Linked DNA regions of Canis lupus: region 1 is linked to region 2. A link is a contact called in public Hi-C data. All regions are on one chromosome and are shown on one strand. The core of a region is the stretch at or near the end of the contact, and the rest is flanking DNA. Distances in the headings are between cores, read along the strand shown. Region 1 holds the start of ATG2B (autophagy-related protein 2 homolog B). Region 2 overlaps ATG2B (autophagy-related protein 2 homolog B).

Region 1 (4,170 bases), core at 616-3,115, 37 kb before region 2:
CCCCTCTGTATACAAGTGGCAAATAACTTCCCTCTCCATTCGCTTTATATCACTTTACCTTTTTCAACAGCACGTACCAGCCCACGGCCTATGATATATTTAATTACTGTTGGTTTCCCTTCCCTTCAACAAGAGGTAAGCTCCATGAGGCCAGAAACTTAACTCTGCTCACTGCTGTATCCCCAGCACACCAGCAGGCAACAACACAAATGCTTACTGAATAAAGGAATAGCCCTTTCACCATAGAACATAAACTCCCTGAGTTCTTTTCTACCTTTTCCATCTCTCCAACCGCGGAGACTTTCCTTTAACGGGCCCTTAACGAATATTTCTGAATGAGCGAAGAGCACGGGAACTGAGGTTACCGACAATGCTTCGGACAAGTCTACAAAGAACGGGGGCGGGGGGGGGGGCGGGGAGGACACAACAATCCAAGCGACTACATACACACACGCGAGAGCGAGCACACTAGCTCTCAAAAGAGTGTGGCTGTGGAAAGGGGACCCGGAGCCTTCCTGGGTCAACATTTCCGGGCGGTCTTGGTGCGAGTTACCAACCTGCCAATAACCCGCCGTCTTCACTGTGTATCCCTGGATGCAACCGTCTGTGCTCGGGGCTCGGTTTGGGTTCGTCCCCTACCGCAGCTCGGCAAGTCTCGGGGCGCCGAAGCCCGGCTCGCAGGCCTCTCAGGGCTGGCGGAGCTAGCGGGCGGCTCGGCCTCCGCCGGAGATGCCCCCCCCCCCCCGCCCCAAAAGGCAGAACTAGGATCGCGCTGCTTCCCGGAGCGGCACGAGCGCTTGGCTCAGGTTTCCGCGGGGTCCGGAGCCTCTGGCGTTGAGCACAGAAAGCAGTTCTGCCCGCAGATGCCTCCAAGACTCAAGTTTCCCGGAGCCGGGGTGGGGGGCGGGGGCAGCACGCCCCGCACGAAGAAAGCGCTCTGCAAACCGCCAAGCCGCTGGGCAAACCGGAGCTTCGGAAACAATACCTCGGAGAGGCGGGGAGGGGGCCAACAACTTGCCGACCATGGGCGCCGGCCGCTGCCGGGGGACGGGGTGGAGGGTGGAGGGTGGAGGGGGGCGCGGTGGCGGGAAGGGCCAGGCGCTGCTGCAGCCCCCCCCCCCCCCCCCCCCCCCGCAGCCCGCGCGCTCCGAGAGCCCGTTTCCGGGGTCGGGGTCCCAGGTGACCGCACGGCCCAGGCCAGCCGCGCCCCCGACCCCTGTCGGCCCGTCCGGGTCGCAGCCCCCCCTCCCTCCGCCCCCCGGGCAGCCCCCGCCGGCTCACCTGCGCGCGCCCGGCGTCCTCCGCTTCCCCCCTCGGGAGGCGTCTGGAGCCGACCCGCGGCGCCGTCCCGCCTCCCGCGCTCGCCCCGCCCCCTCCGAGCCGGAACCGCGGGCTTCCGGGCGCTTCTCCCCGCCCCCTCGCCCCTAGTGTGGCGTCACTTCCGCCAGCGCCCGGCCGCGCGCCGCGAGCGTGGGCGTCGCGCACGCGCCGGGAGCGCCCCAGAGTCGGGAGCGCGCCCCGCGGATGACAACAAATTCGTCGCGCGGCGGAGGCGGTGGAGGAGGCCGCCTCGGTACCTGCCGCGGGCCGTGCCGCGTGCGCCCCTGCATCCTGCCTGCGTGACGACTGGGGCCCTCGCGGAGGCCTCCCCACGCCCCCACACCCCCCCGGGCCTGGGGCGTCGGGTCCCCGCCGGGCCTAGCGCGAGCCGCGCGGCGCGGGCCATGGGGTCGCCCTGAGGGACGCCCGGCGCCCAGCGGGCATGGAGGGGCCGTCCCGGGCTTAGGCCCCGCCGCCGGGACTCGAGCCGCCGCCGCCGCCGCCTCCGCCGTCGCCGCGGCCTGGAGCCGGAGCCGGAGCCGGAGCCGGAGCCTGGGCCCCAGGGCCGGAGCCGCCGCCTGCAGCCCCCGCGGGCCCCGTTGCCGGCGCTCACCATGCCGTGGCCGTTCTCGGAGTCCATCAAGAAGAGGGCATGTCGCTACCTCCTGCAGAGATACCTGGGCCACTTCCTGCAGGAGAAGCTGAGCCTGGAGCAGCTCAGCCTGGACCTGTACCAGGGCACCGGCTCCCTCGCCCAAGTCCCCTTGGACAAATGGGTAAGAGCCGCCGGCGGCCGGCCGGGAGGGTCTCGCTCCCCCTCCTCGGGGATCGGCGGGCGGGTGTCACCCGTCACCCGCGCTGGGTGACGTCCACCCCCTTCCCCTTCCCCCTCCCCCTCCGCCTCCCGCTCCCCGGGGATTGTTTGGATCCCAGCGTGGCAGGGCTCACGGAAATGTGTTCTAGTGTTTATAGTCTGTTTCTAGCAAGTTGCGCCCCCCCCCCCCCATCACGTGCTTCGGAAACTTAACGGAGGGGATGGAGTCTACACTGCGGGGAGCGGTTGCGTCGGGGGTTGGGGGGGGCCCTGCGAGGAGGTGACCGGGCTGCCCCTTGGGTAGCGAGGGTCGCAGGGTTCCGCGGCGAACACATCCTGTTTCAGGACATGACAGTCCGGGAAGATTAAGGGTCGGGGAGGACGTTTGGGGATGTCAGGCTTCCTCGTCATCCCTTCACTTGGTTTGGGAGGGCCGCCTGTGCAGCGCCTGCCATCTGGGAGGAAGGAGGCGAAGGCCGCCGGCCGCTCTGCCTGTTTTGGCTTAATGATACCTACGCCGGCGAGGCCCACCTGTGAGTGCCTGTGTGTGGCCCTAGTAGGGCGCTTCGGTTTTGCTTATTGGCCTCACGTGACCGAGCGTGAAAGCAGGTGTTGCAGAAGCACTGACGCTGCGGCGTTTGAAAACCTGCTTTCTACTTGTCAGCGGGAGGCTGTGCGCGGACTCGGTGTGTCTTACAGGTGCTTCAGTCCGGACGGTTGTACCTGCATTTGTAGGTGCGACGCGGAGCGCTTCACTTAAACTGTATTCAGCCGGGAGTTGAATAAGAACCGACCGGCGTTTTTTTTTTTTTTTTAACATTTCTTTTTTTTTTTTTAAATTTTTTAAGATTTTATTTATTCATGAGAGACACACAGAGAGGCAGAGACACAGGCAGAGGGAGAAGCAGGCTCCATGCGGGGAGCCCGATGTGGGACTCGATCCCGGGTCTCCAGGGCCACATCCTGGGCTGCAGGCAGCGCTAAACCGCTGGGCCACTCAGGGATCCCCCTGACCAGCTTTTCTCCTGCCCCCAACCCTTCATTTTTTTGCGCTGGAGTTTGCTGCTAGCGGTTTGGATTGGTTTGTGGCGTTTTAGAGGTTTACTATCCTAAATGCATTCGTACACAGGTTACGTTTAGGACGTTATAAACATAGTGACTTTCCCGGTAGTGATAGTTGAGCAAAACAAAAGGAAACCTCCCCGTGCACCATGGGGAGGTGCTGTGTGAAAAGCTAAACTATTTTCTTTTATATAAAAGTGTTAACAGTAATGACTTCTTAGCCACAGAAACCTGAAAAACTCAAATTATGGTAACATCTTATTATGACCCTTCAATTAATTGCACTTGTATGAATAAACGTTTTCTTTTTTAATACGTAGATGACTTAACTAGGAAGAGTACACATAGTGGAAAGAGTTTGAGTAGATCCAGTCCCACATGAGGCTAAATCACACTAACCCAGGCTGCCAGTTAGCTAAGTGACAGTGGGCATAGTAATTCACCTCAGATTAATAAACCTTAATGGAGTATACATTCCATGCCAGGCACTGTGTCAGGACAGTGTGTTGCTGTAATTCTTCGCTGAAGATAAGGATTCTGATGGATATTTTTCAGTTTAGTGACCCATGAGTCTATACTTTTAGTATAGGTATGAAAAAGCGATCTTAGAGGAGGAGGATTGGAGATCTATTCATTGTCTTTTGTGGGTTGAATGATCTTATGCATTATTTCTAAATGACTTTTCACATTAACCCTGTAACGCAGGTACTATTATTTCTATTTTAAAGTTGGAGTTAAATAATATGCCCCAAGTCACACAGCTAGCAAATGGTACTGTGAGAAATCAGACCTAATTTTTAAGCCCCTTGTTTCTTCACTAATCACATGGCTGCAAGCCAGGGAAATGGTTGTTACTGTTTATTGGGCATCTATTTCAGGTACTGTGTGCACTAGGCATTCTTATTTGTGTTTTTAATCTTCATGGGAAATCAGGCAGCGATTTTTTTTTAATGTTCTGTTTTGTTTTCTCATTT
Region 2 (3,968 bases), core at 1,169-3,668:
TCTTTGGAGTTCAATTTGCCAACATCTAGCATAACACCCAGTGCTCATTCCATCAAGTGCTCCCCTCTGTGCCCATTACCCAGTCACCCCATCCCCCCACCCACCTCCCCTTCCACTAGCACCCCTTGTTCATTTCCCAGAGTTAGGAGTCTCTCATGTTTTGTCACCCTGTCTGATTTTTCTCTCCTTTTTTCTACAATCTTCAGTTTCTGAAAAAGGTTTTTTTTTTTTTTGTTTTTTTTTTTAAGATTTTATTTATTTACATGAAAGACACAGAGGCAGAGACGGGGCAGAGGGAGAAGCAGGCTCCATGCAGGGAGCCCGATATGGGACTCGATCCCAGGATTGTGGGATCATGCCCGAGCCAAAGGCAGATGCCCAACCGCTGAGCCACCCAGGTGTCCCTGAAAAAATAGTTTCAAAGGAATTTGAGTGCAAAATCTTCGATTTTTAAAGATTTTTTCCACTTCAGTCTCTCTCTATATATATATGTATATATATAATTTATTATTTATATATGTATATATATAATTTATTAAATTTTTTTCAGTCTATATATTTAAAAGTCACCTATTAGTACAATTTAGAATTGAAACTCTACTTAAAACAATAGAGATGAGCATAGTAGAGGCCAAATACAATTGTCATTTGGTGAATATACAGAACATAGAGCTCACACTATGGGAGCTGACTTCTTAGGTGTGCTAGAAAGCAGTCCCAAGGAGCCAGCGGTTAGCACATAGGGAGAGCACATGGGGAGGTCAGTTGGGATGGCTGGTGGGGCTGTTGATTGCTCAGAGGAGGGAACAGGAGAGTGTTCTTTTGGGGAGTTGGTTACATAGTGGTTGCTGGAAAGCGTTACTCTTCTACTCTGCTCTATTTCTGGCTCTCAGGTGCCTACACTTACATAAAAGCTGAAGTTCTCCTTCACCCTGTGGATCTTATAAATGATGTATCTAAGTTCTTGGTATCAATTCTTGGCCCCTTATTTGGCTTTGAATATGTATTTATTATGAAGTTAATATTTTTTAAAGTATTTGAATATTCTCAAACTTAGAGAAGTTGCAAGTATAGTGCAAAGAGCTTTTCTTTTTTTTTTTTTTTCTCCAAACCCTGAACCATTTGAGAGTGAGCTGCTGACCTAATGCCCTTCCCTGAGCACTTGAGTGTGTATTTCCCATAGACATTCTTCTACATAATCATAATTCAGCCCTCAAAATGAGAAAATTAATATTGTTACCTAATCATCACACCCCATTTGAGTTTTGCTAAATGTTTTAGTGTTGCCTCTTTATCCATATAATTTTTATTTTTATTTTCATACATTAAAGAAAGTAACTTTCTGAGCAGGGTTATAACCACTCTGCCTTAACTTCATATACTGTAAGATCTTGGTTTATTCCTTTAGTGCCTTGGTCAACTGGCTCTTTTTAGATGGTCTTAGGTACAGGAGAACTTTTTTCTATTTCAAAATTTCTTTAGAATATAAAAGAATTTTTACTAGCTTTGTTACATGAGGTATTTATTACCTGTTCTATTTCAGGCTCATAACCACAGAATCATGGTGATACGTCCTGAAATATCTTCTTTTAAAAGATATTTTAGAGAGAGCAAGAGCAGGGGAAGGGGCAAATAGAGAGGGAGAGCAAGAATCCTCAAGCAAACTCCCTGCTGAGTGAGGAGCCTGACACAGGGCTCACTTCCATGATCCTGACCTGAGCCGAAATCAGGAGTTGGCCGCTTAATTGATTGAGCCATCCAGGCACCCGCTCTGTCCTTAAATATCTTAAATGTTTTTTTGGGTATTAGAAACATCATCTAATATTTTACAGTATTAATGATATCAAGACCATGTTTAGATCAAAATGTAAATAAGGAAAATGCAAAGTCATATGAAACATATTTACAGCTCAGATTTTACATAAAGTAGTAGTTTCTCTTTAACCTGTAAAGTTAAGAGAATGGTTATAGGGAATAACGTATAGGAAGGGCATTTCCAGAAAATTCATTTTTATATCTTCATTATTTATTTACAAAGGAGTTTAGAGTAAGATCTGGGCTTAGACTCTTGTTTCTTTGTCCTGTGAGCAATATACCCAAGAAGCAGTGACCCAATAAGTATCACACAGTTTGGGGGCAGAGTTGTCATTTGTTCTGAGAGGAGACTTGTTTTTGCCCTGTATCTCTGGTATTCTTCACCTACTGATAGTTCCAAATGGAGAGCTTTTGGAGTGGGGATTTCAGTCTACTGAGAGTCATGGCACTCAGTCCTGGTTTATACTTTCTAGGGCTTCAGAAGCTTAGGAATTGGCCCAGGAAGTTCCTAGACAAGTGGCTTCTCACAGGAAGGGCCAGCCTGCCTCATTGCTTGGCACCTTGATTGGTATTCACACTAGGCTTTACGACGAGGCTGTGCCTTTGGCAGTCCTGCCATGTGAGTCATCCACTGGTTGCCTCATCATCAAATGCCTGCTTAATGACAGCCACTGTGCTAGGCACATAGAAATATGACCAAGACCTAAGGCCCTCTCTCTGAGAGGCTATGGTCTAGGAAGGGGAAGCGAGAAAATACTGTTACAGGCGTGTGATTGAGTTAGATTTGTGAAGGATTCACTGTGGGTCCAAATCTAACAGCAGGCTTCAGAGAGGACATTGTAAAAGTCTGAATTTCTATGAAAATGTGGAGCAGAGGTAATTGCAGTGGGGAAGATAGGAGCAGCAAGACATCTGAGTCATGACAGAGTAGGATGTGCTAGAAACCTAGATTGATGTGTATCACCCATTAATCACCAGTATTGACTTGGTCGTGCAGCCAGTTAGAGGATTTCCTGCCTTTATTTCCTGTTTCTGTTGCATTTCTTATGCATTCTTCTCCCATGCACATTTCCTAGGGAAGCTGTGCTTTCTGTGGGAGAGAGACAAAAAGCAGTTATCCCTAGGAACAGTGAGTAATGAGGAGAGCTGAACTGGGAGCTGGACAAGATCTGGGCTATGGTCTGGTCCTCCCCCAAATTAGCTCTGTGACTTTGGGCAGGGCACTTAACCTTTATGAGGCAGTTTCTCCCCAGTGTGAAGTGAGAGTAATGATTCTTCCATGGGCTGCCCCATGGGTGGGTGGGTGGGTCAGATGAGGGTGCATGGTGTGTTCCAGTTTACAGAGAGCTCTCCTATGTGAACAGTGTTTCCTTTTTTTTTTTTTATATATATAAGTTTTTAACTTCCTCCTTTAAGGTGCATTTAGGTGTATGTAATTGATGCACACAACACAGGTAAAACTAGGCTGATAGCTCATTAAGTACCTAATTGTACAGATTGCTTTCTCCTTGCCCTGTAGTTGAGCCGTATCAGTACTTTTCCTATTGAAAGAATGTATTTGATGCTTAAAAAAAAAACTCCTTTGTAGGATCTAATTTCTGTTTTCCATTTAGAAAAACTATTATTCATGTGACTTCTTAAAGGTTATGTTCTTGAGATTACTTTTAGCTGAAGTAGGAGTTATGTATTTTTCAACTTCTGTCTTCTGTAGGATCTTTAATGACTTGCTGCTGTGGGAACCAACAGCTCCTTCACCAGTGGAGACATTTGAAAATATTTCTTATGGTCTTGGTCTTTCTGTAGCCAGTCAGCTGATTAACACCTTCAACAAAGAGAGTTTTAGTCCATTTAAATCCACAGTTCACTATGGTAATGTATTTAACTTTGTTTTGACTTTAAAATGTCGGGTTTATCAATAAACAGAGTAGTAACCTTTACATTCGATAGATTTTAAAATGTTTCTTGGGTATTTCCCCTGGTAATTATATTTTATAATGTCTTCTAATAACAGTATTTCCCCCCTTTTATCTACACATTGAATATTGTCAATTATATATGTTACCTTTATAGTGGTAGTATATATAAAGTTCAGTGGGGAGGAGAAAATAAATAGAAAGTACATTTTTATTGTCATGCCAGATTCTTGGTAAAAA

What was found. A called contact is a pair of places that touch in the nucleus more often than the background predicts.
Region 1: a Hi-C map of blood shows a contact between it and region 2, with 1.5 times the contacts expected there. The contact joins the promoter of ATG2B here to the enhancer-like site in region 2. A contact is called at or near these places in 2 of 9 Hi-C or Micro-C datasets (both in blood).

The regions. Positions count from the first base shown.
Region 1 is chr8:65,437,972-65,442,141 of UU_Cfam_GSD_1.0, reverse strand. ATG2B (autophagy-related protein 2 homolog B) reads left to right here and starts at 1,865. Exons shown (of 42, transcript XM_038545659.1): 1 at 1,865-2,096. The coding sequence starts at 1,935. It overlaps GSKIP (GSK3B-interacting protein), which reads right to left and starts at 2,243. Exons shown (of 3, transcript XM_038545669.1): 1 at 1,934-2,243.
Region 2 is chr8:65,401,606-65,405,573 of UU_Cfam_GSD_1.0, reverse strand. ATG2B (autophagy-related protein 2 homolog B) reads left to right here. Exons shown (of 42, transcript XM_038545659.1): 19 at 3,527-3,684. Among named protein-coding and RNA genes, the nearest start is that of GSKIP, 36 kb to the left of the region's middle. Within about 2 kb of position 2,418, at least 2 of the 20 cell types and tissues checked have an H3K27ac peak or open chromatin away from gene starts, as enhancers often do. A contact at or near this core is called in blood, where this site is marked.